Regions from separate parts of the Drosophila melanogaster genome. Here region 1 is linked to region 2. A link is a contact called in public Hi-C data. All regions are on one chromosome and are shown on one strand. The core of a region is the stretch at or near the end of the contact, and the rest is flanking DNA. Distances in the headings are between cores, read along the strand shown.

Region 1 (4,587 bases), core at 387-2,886, 59 kb before region 2:
CTGTAGCCTATACTACTACTAGCAAACTCCCATTGGCTTTTAGTTGTTGCCTTTCGATTCTCCTACTTATATTTGATGCCATCAATGACTCACTTTGTTTGCTTGCGCTGAATATATACATATGTACATATCTTTGTAAAAAGAATTTAATTGAAAATGATGCTAATTGTTCTTGCGATTCCTGTGCCAGATCCGAAAATGTTCGAGCCCAACAACAGGCCCTGGGCAAGCAGAAGTACGACTTGTCCAAGTGGAAGTACTCGGAGCTGCGTGATGCTATCAACACGTCCTGTGATATTGAGCTGCTGGAGGTAAGTCTTCAAAAGGAATTGCTCACTTAACACTTGGATTAATCCCATGATTTTGCAGGCCTGCCGTCAGGAGTTCCATCGCCGCTTGAAGGTGTACCACGCCTGGAAGGCAAAGAACCGCAAGCGCACCACCATGGATGAAAACGAGCGTGCGCCACGCAGCGTTATGGAAGCTGGTAAGTAAATAGCACTGAAATCTATATTTTATTTTATAATCCTATCAACCATATCGATTGCAGCCTTCAAGCAGCCGCCTTTGGTTCAGCCAATCCAGGAGATTGTGACCGCCCAGCATCGCTACTTCCGGATTCCCTTCATGCGAGCCAATGCGCCGGACAACAGTGAGTGTTCGCCGCGACTATAAAATAATGAAATATTCAAAGTTTAATGATAAATCCCCTGCAGCCAAGCGCGGCCTGTGGTATGCCCACTTTGATGGCCAGTGGATCGCACGCCAGATGGAACTGCATGCGGACAAGCCGCCAATTCTACTGGTAGCCGGAACGGACGACATGCAGATGTGCGAACTGAGCCTGGAGGAGACGGGTCTGACGCGCAAGCGCGGCGCCGAGATCCTGGAGCACGAGTTCAATCGCGAATGGGAGCGCAACGGGGGCAAGGCTTATAAGAATTTGGGTGCGGCAAAACCGAATGGGCCGGCTGCAGCAATGCAGAAACAACAGTAGACCCCCAATACGACAAACAGGCACTGCATTGATCAAATACGTTGCCGTTTCGATGGTCAATAGGTCAAAATTGGTAACTAACGAAACTCGAAAATAAGTTTTTGTCAGTCAAATTTTACGGAAAGCGACCACGTCCATAAAACATTTTTAGTAAATATAACTATATTTGATTAGAAATGTGTATCCTTTAATTTGGATTCCGATCCCATTTGCCCAATCATTTTGTGCGCGCCCGGACTGTTTTTGGGGGCCTTATACACTTAGCTATACAAATATATATCTCTAATTAAGTGAATCTTATGATGTAAAAGGAAACGGCAAGTTGTATTTAGTATTTAACTAATTACCATTTAAATTGTGTATTTAGTTCACTGCGATGTATTTACATAATTGAATATATATATATATATATTTTACAGTATTTTAAAAATAAATATTTGAAGTGAATATTTGAATCAAAATGAAATATGAAATATATGAGAACTTAAACGTAACTCAAAATTACCCCTGAGCTTAGTGTGAACGAGTCGATTTATTTAGTTTTCATCAATCTCTTAGTGTGCACAATCTATTTTATGGAAAATAGTGTGACCCTCCTGCATAAGTCAGGGTGACCATCAAAACATCGCCCATGCGATAGTACTGCAAAATAAGGTCACCATAAATTGGCAACACTGGCACCGGTCTGAAATAAGCCAATTTGTGTTTAAGCCCATTTATCTGTGTTAAAAGCCAGCTCGGGACTAACAGGTGATTCATTCAATATGCCCACCATTGGAGTTAAACGTGATCTGCTCTTCGAGGCGCTCGGCAAGACGTACAGTGAGTTTGAAAAGTCCACGTGTAATCACGTTTTCATCGCTTGGAGCTCCCTAATATTTACCTCTTTCCCGTAGCCGATGATGAGTTCCAGGATCTCTGCTTTGCCTTCGGGTTGGAGCTGGACGAAGTGGTAGGTGCTGCTGACTAATAAAGAGTACAAACATGTTAAAATCCCGTGAAATAATGCCCACAGACCACGGAGAAGCAGATGCTGACCAAGGAACAGGGCGATGTGGCAGCGGCGGCCAATGCCAGCGAGGAGATCATATACAGAATCGACATACCCGCCAATCGGTATGATCTGCTCTGTTTAGAGGGCTTGGTCACGGGTCTGCTGGTATTCCAGGGAAAGTAAGTTCGATGCATCGCTTTCCTATTAATGGAACTATGCTACAGGATGGAACTATGCCCTTTCAGACTCAAGCCCCCTAAGTTCCAGTTTGTGGAGCTGGCCAAGAGGCAGGTGCTGAAGATTGACCCTTCGACGGCGCAGATCCGTCCGTACGCTGTGGCCGCTGTGCTCCGGAACGTGACTTTTACGCAGGCCTCCTACAACAGCTTCATCGATCTGCAGGACAAGCTGCATCAGAACATCTGCCGGAAGCGTACTCTGGTGGCTATCGGAACGCACGATCTGGACACCCTACAGGGACCCTTCAGTTACGAGGCTCTGGCGCCGGATCAAATCAAGTTCAAACCACTTAACCAAACCAAGGAGATGACTGGCAGCGAGCTCATGGACTTCTATTCCACGCATGCGCAGCTGAAGCAATATCTGCCAATCATTCGGGAATCACCGGTTTATCCAGTGATCTACGATGCCAACCGTGTGGTGCTTTCACTGCCGCCCATCATCAACGGTGATCATTCCAAGATTACGCTGAAGACCAAGAACGTATTCATCGAGTGCACGGCCACGGATAGAACGAAGGCAAAAGTGGTGCTGGACACCATTGTGTGCCTCTTTTCCGAGCACTGCGCCCAGAAGTTTACCGTGGAGCCGTGCGATGTGGTGCAACCCGATGGCAGTGTGATCTCCTATCCGGAACTGGAGGTGCGCGAGGAGAGGATATCGGTAAAGCGCGCCAATGCCTATATTGGCATCGATGAGCCGGCGGAAAAGCTCGCAGATATGCTGACGCGCATGTATCTGGAGGCCAAGGTCGATGGCGACTCGCTGGTGGTTAAGATCCCGCCCACACGGCACGACGTCATCCACGCGTGCGACATCTACGAGGACGTGGCTATTGCCTACGGCTACAACAACATTAAGAAGTCCCTGCCTGCATTCATGCAAATTGCCAAGCAATTCCCACTTAACAAACTGACCGAACAACTGCGCGAACAGGTGGCCCAGGCGGGCTTCACCGAGGCGCTGACCTTTACGCTCTGCTCACGGGATGACATTGGGCGCAAGCTGAACAAGAACATCGACGCCTTGCCGGCCGTGCACATAGGCAATCCCAAGACCCTGGAGTTCCAAGTAGTGCGCACGACCCTATTGCCCGGTCTCCTCAAGACGCTGGTGGCCAATCGCAAGATGCCGCTACCCCTGAAGCTCTTCGAGATCAGCGACGTGGTGGTTGCGGATGAGAGCACGGAAGTTGGTGCTCGCAATGAGCGAAGGGTGTGTGCTGTAAACTGCAATAAGACCGCTGGTTTCGAGGTGGTTCACGGCCTGCTAGATCGCGTGATGCAATTGCTCTCTGTGCCCTGGAAATCGGCCAGCGGGACCAAGGGCTATTACCTTCAGGCCACCGAGGGTAAGTTGTCGAAGAGTTCTTGTGATTTTGAGTTACCCATGTTCCATTTCATTTCAGATCCCAGCTACTTCCCCGGTCGCTGTGCTAATGTAATGTACGACGGTGTTGTCATCGGCAAGATTGGGGTTTTGCATCCCACAGTGCTGCAAGCCTTCGAGCTGACCACGCCTTGTTCGGCGGTGGAATTCACCATTGAGCCTTTCGTCTAAAAGATTTGCAAAATGTTCAACATTGTCTAAAAGTTCACAAATAAATTATCACAAATTAATAAATAATGCCAAGGTTTTGTTATTTATGAAAGCCGAAACCCCAAGCCAGTTCAAACAAAACAATTTGTTGTTATTTTTTATTTATGCTGTTTAATGTTCTCTTTTATATTTTTCCTTCAATACAATAATAATAATTATAAGAGTAATAATAATCCGTAGTATACTCATATAGTATGTGTGTATTTAATATATGTAGTTTTTTGTTTTTCTTGTTTGCATTTTTTTTTTTTGTTTTCATACTTTTCATATTTGAAGTATATTTATATTAATTTTTAAATTAATAAATCTATGTGAATTTAATTTCTTTCGCTTGAAAAAAATTCTATATTTATTCAGTATGCTTTTGTATTTTTCATTTTTATTCCCATCGTTTTGTTTGCGTTTCAATCAAGGATCTCATAATCAATCATCTCATAACGGCTGTATGTCCTCAGATATTCGGTTGTATCTTTTTGTTAATCAACAAAATCGAATAAACTTCCTGTCGGGCATATCGGGCATGTGTTTGGGTTTAGGTGTTTGTGTATGTGGTATATATATTTCTCGTAATTTGTTGTATCAAATAACTTAAACAAACATCTCCACATTCTCATTACATTATTTGCTTGCAGCTAAAACATTGAAAAATAGAAAAAAAGTAGTTTCATGCTTCACTTATATTATCATTTATTTCGTATTTTCATATTCATCATTATCATCGATAAAGTATATCTTGCAATAACCATCGAATTTGTTG
Region 2 (5,058 bases), core at 1,265-3,764:
CAGTGCTCAGGTTGGTTGTGCTGAACGAAGTACAAGTTCTTAGACATCAGGCGGATGTCCTCGTATTCCTTCACTGACTCCGAACAGAGCAGCTCGTCATAAATGCTGGGCACAAGGAGTTCAGAAATACAGGATCGCATGCGGTACTGCAGATTGAGCCGTGAAAATGGCAGCCCCGCCACAATGAGTCGTTCAAAGAGCGAGATCTGTGGTACCTTCCTGCTGCCACTGAAAGGTTGCAGCTGCTTGTGATCGCCGACGAGGATCACGTGCTCTGTGTGCGGCGTTAGGCATGCCACGATGTGTGCCTCCTGGATCTCGGCTGCCTCCTCAAAGAGGACGCACTTTGATTGTAGCAACCTGAACAGAAAGTTATGGCGAGCCGCGCACGTGGTGGTCATGGCCAACAGGTCCTTCTCCCTTGCTAGAAAGAACTGGAAAACCATGCGCAGTGTTTCGATACGCTCGGCAACCTGATTTAGCTTCTCCTGAGCCGCCAGAGTGTCCTGGTAGCTTTCCTCGCTGCCATCAAAGTTTGCGTACAGGCCTTGTAGGTTCCGGAATTTTTCCTTGTACTCACAATTGACTAGCCACCAAATTCGCTTCAGGCGCGGTGGAACCAATTCTGGCTTGATCGTGGTACTCAAATTAAACTTTGATATTTGCGGATCTCGCGACTGATTACCAAAGCGAAGAATTTCTTGGGTGTACCGCGAAATTTTTACCAGGAATTTGTCCAGCGAATTGTTGGTATAGGTCAGCACAATGATGGGTCCCGTGCCCAGGGCTTTAGCATTCTGTATCAAACTGTTAACCAACTGCACTGAAAGGTGTGTTTTTCCGGTGCCTGGAGGTCCTTGAATGATGCTAAACTCCCTGCATAAAGCTTCCTTGAATGCAGTTTTCTGACTCTCATTTAAGTGCAGATCTTCCGGTAGTTTGTCCAGCGTGAAGGGCTTCATATTGAAACTAAGCTTAACTCCTGGTTTCATGTAAGCTGGCGGCGGTATCTCCATCTACATAGTTGAGAATGTATAATCTATTTTAGTTGTTCTCTTACACATTAACTTACCTGGCCGTCTACAATATAGCGACCCATGGGAAACTTCTCTGTGCTGCAGGTGCTCAGGTAATTGTGAACTCTGAGATAAGGCTCGAAAAACACGGGCGCCTGGAACATGATCAGTGGTCGGTTGTAGGCGTTTCCAATATTATACTGCTTGACAATCTGCACACTTAGCTGCGGATGTATGGAAATATTATGAACATTAATCTTTATAATGATTAACACATATCTTACGCAATCCTCCTTTAGTTTTTCTGGCTCAGTGTAGCCAACGGAAGCCAGAATTAAATCATCAAAGGCCAGACTCGTGGTAAGACAGAGCAGAGTCCCAGATTTGATAGAATTCAGCCAAGTCTTATAGGCATTCTTGGATTCTTTAGTAAATTGAACCTTCAAAAAAACAAGGCTATGACGCTGAGCGTTGGCAAACTGTGGATTTAAAGTCAGATGCACATCGGACCACAGAAGGCCCTGTTGCTTCAACTCATCGACATCCGTTCCGCTGCGCAGCTGTTGCACAAACTCAACTAGTGGTGCTAAAAAATCTTCCCTTAGTAAATTTCGCAGTGCATTCACATATTTGACTACTTTGTCGGACACCAAGCCCTCATCCTCTTCTTCATTGGGAGCCTTAGTTGCATCTTTGCCCAGTAACGTCTCCAGCGTTGGATAAATTAGGCCCTTGACGTTATGTGAAAAGTTACCGGTGAATGCTTCAAGACCATCAATCATGTCGCTTTTAAAGGAAGGTGCCAATTTCTTATAAAGTTCCACCAATTCGTAGCCCTGGTGACTAAGGAGGCCATGCTTATGGGCTCGTAGAAGCATCCACTTACTATGGCTTAATATCAGTGCCGACTCCGCATCGCATTTTGCCACAGCGGCTTTGGCCTGCAAAAGATTCTTGATCTTGTCCAGAAGCGCCGTCTGCCGGCTGAATGCGGACAGAAAGACTTCATCGAATCCGCCCAATTCGAGTTCACAGAGCGACCACAGGACATCCACGAACAGGCCAACTCGTTTCACATTGTCAGTGGCCAACACTTGATTCTCGAAGAGATCTCGCTTATCGGACAAAAAGTATAAGAACATGTCGATGGCTGGCATTTTTAAGGCATTTGTTAACTCGGTCAGGGAGAACCGTGTATGTTGCATCACGTACTCCCCCACTGAAATCAAAAAGCTTGATAGTACCAATATTATGGCTGCTTAACCATAAGGTGGTATTTACCCTCAGATGGGGGGCATTTACGCTCAGATGGGGGGCATTCGATGTACTCCTCATTCTTCTGCAGCTCCAGGGACTTCAAGGACTTCTCCAGGCCCTGCAACAGTTTGTTCTCATCCTGGTCAAACCAATCGTCATCTGAACTTGACATGGGGCTTCGTTTTGATTTCTTGGAAATAAATAAATATTTGATTTCGTGGAAATAGCAAATGAAATAGAGGTGGAGAAACATAGATGGATCGAAATATCACAAACATCGATGTTTTTCAAGGAATCATCGACGTTTCTCCACCTCTAAAATGAAATTTCAAAAATTAAAGTGCGCAATTTACAGTGAACATTTCTTATGTGGACCTAAGGTATTTAAAAATAATTAATTAGCCTTAGCATAAATGCAAAACACAAATATGCACCTTATATTTAAATATGTCTTTAAATATTGAGCAATATACAATTGCAGTTTACTCGCATCTATAAACTGTAATTAGTTAAGTATTTTTAAATATAAGGTGGTACATGCCAATGAATTTCTACTGCATTGGCAGAAATCTGTGATTGTTCTGTGACGCTTCAAATCGCATCCGACCTGGTCACACTGCGCCTGGAACGGAATGGAATGGCTGTGGTGTTATTTCGCAAAATTGTTTACGATAGCGCGCTTGAGATTTCTTTTGCACTCTTATTATTGCAATCAACAACAATTACAATAGTACAGGCACATATCTAGGCTAGTAAGCAGAGTAAGTTCAGTCAGTCCAAACCAAGTTGTTTACATTTATATCAGCCCGCGCTTTTTGCCTCGCGTAGAACAAAACCAAATGGAGCGGAGTCGCAGAGGAAGGATTCGGCGGATGCCTTCGCCCGGATCTGAAAGCGATGGCTCAACGGCAGAACCCACTCGCAAGAGGAGCAAACAGCAGTTCGTGGCGGAGGCGGAGCCGGATTTTGTCGAAGAAGAGACAGAGAAATATGCGAACGCGTCTACTTCGCAGACGGCAAGGTCTCGGAACAAGCAGGCGCGCCAAACAACTTTAAACATGTCCCAGCGCTCCGTGAACTTTAATCTGACGGTAGCACTGAGAGATAAACCATTTAGACCCAGTTTATCTAACCCATATTATCCATAGTCAGAGCTATCGATACCGAACGCCTTCGATCGCTGCGGCAAAGTAATTTCCATGCGTCTCACGAACTTCATGTGCCACTCCAATCTGTTTATTGAGTTTGGGCCCAATATTAACTTCCTGGTTGGCAATAATGGCAGTGGCAAGAGCGCTGTAATCACGGCACTGGCTTTGGGTCTGACCAGCAGCGCTAGGGCAACCAACAGGGCCAGCAGTATACAGAGTAGGTAGGAGAAAGGGCAATACAAATCAGGCAATTATGATATATGCATTTCAGAGTTAATCAAGAACGGCGAAGTTAGTGCCACCATCTCCATAACACTGTCCAATTCGGGATTGCGGCCCTTCAAAGCGGACATCTTCGGGCCCCACCTTACCGTGGTGCGTCAAATACGCCACTCCTCCTCGACGTACGATCTTCAGGACGCTCGAGGTAAAAGCGTCTCGAAGAAAGTGTCCGATATTAGGCGCATGCTGCTCTGCTTCGGCATCAATGTGGAGAATCCGATTTTTGTGCTGAATCAGGAGGCGGCGAGGGAGTTTCTAAAAGAGTAAGAAGATTTGCAATAGCCTTCAGACATGCCTCTTAAGCATGTTTTATTGTTTACAGATTGGAGCCAGCATCGAATTACAAACTGTTGATGAAAGCAACTCAACTGGATGTTTGCACCAGCAGTCTAACTGAGTGCCATGCCCTGCGACGTCATTTCACCCAAGAACTGGAACAATTGGAAAAGGTGGAAATAGTTTAACATTTAATATTTCCTGTCTCTACATATGTTTTTTGTTGTTTTAATTTAACAGAAAAAAGAAATGATGATAAAGCACATTGCCGCGGAGGAGGAAAAGCTGTCGATTCTTGAGGATAAGGAAATGGTCAAGGTAGGAAATTTAACTTCTTGTAATCACGGTAACACCTAACATCGCTATACTTAATCAGGAAAACCTACAGCAGTGCAAAACAAAGCTGGCATGGATGGCCGTGACTAGTTACCAAAATGAGCTCAATAATCTAGAGCATTCAATTAAACTGATTGAAAACAAGAAGGCCAGTCTGGAGCAGACAACATCCAAAAAGGAGAGTACGCAAGCCACCATGAACCAAAAATTGAAGTAAGATTACTAAATAATACAATAATCATATACAATCATTTTATTTTGTCATCAGAGAGTTTGAGGCTTCTAAAAATCAAATATTAGCAACCCAAAAGTTCCAGGATGAAAGGCTTAAAACCGCTAAGAAAGCAGTACAGGATCTGCTTCTAGAAGCCAGCCAAGTCAAAGCCAAGATAGGGAACGCAGAACGGCGCATGCGAGAGGATCAGCGTTCGTATGATGAATGTGAAAAGCTGATAGGAAACTATCATGCCGACTTTAATCGGGTTAATGAGCAGCGGGAAGAAAACGCTAACAAGATTGAGATGTTAAAGAAACAAGTAGTCAAAAGCGAGGAGATCATCGCCCAGTTGCGAGCAGAGCAGCAGGAGATTAAACGAGATATAACCTCAGTCCAGGAAAGGTTGGACGCTGTAAAAAATGGAAGAATACAGCTGCATAAATCAAAGCGTGAGTGGATATCTTCTTTCTAATAGAATCTATTATATATTTTTCAATTTCTACAGAAAACATCAGTTGGGAGA

The links. A called contact is a pair of places that touch in the nucleus more often than the background predicts.
Region 1: a Hi-C map of the Kc167 cell line shows a contact between it and region 2, with 1.8 times the contacts expected there. A contact is called at or near these places in 18 of 107 Hi-C or Micro-C datasets (the Clone 8 cell line, the D17-c3 cell line, the Kc167 cell line and 7 more) and 1 of 7 datasets of targeted methods (the Kc167 cell line).

The regions. Positions count from the first base shown.
Region 1 is chr3R:24,249,728-24,254,314 of dm6, reverse strand. beta-PheRS (Phenylalanyl-tRNA synthetase, beta-subunit) reads left to right here and starts at 1,636. Exons shown (of 5, transcript NM_142980.4): 1 at 1,636-1,819; 2 at 1,894-1,949; 3 at 2,013-2,170; 4 at 2,237-3,582; 5 at 3,640-3,855. The coding sequence starts at 1,762. The coding sequence ends at 3,791. jar (jaguar) reads left to right here. Exons shown (of 17, transcript NM_079754.4): 14 at 191-311; 15 at 370-487; 16 at 551-652; 17 at 717-1,489. The coding sequence ends at 997. It overlaps mask (multiple ankyrin repeats single KH domain), which reads right to left. Exons shown (of 17, transcript NM_176556.2): 17 at 4,067-4,587.
Region 2 is chr3R:24,191,288-24,196,345 of dm6, reverse strand. It overlaps CG6204, which reads right to left and starts at 2,514. Exons shown (of 5, transcript NM_142972.5): 1 at 2,298-2,514; 2 at 1,301-2,235; 3 at 1,073-1,240; 4 at 1-1,016. The coding sequence starts at 2,445. SMC6 (Structural maintenance of chromosomes 6) reads left to right here and starts at 2,923. Exons shown (of 14, transcript NM_142971.3): 1 at 2,923-3,034; 2 at 3,102-3,364; 3 at 3,422-3,641; 4 at 3,696-3,969; 5 at 4,029-4,155; 6 at 4,223-4,300; 7 at 4,359-4,531; 8 at 4,587-4,984; 9 at 5,041-5,058. The coding sequence starts at 3,113.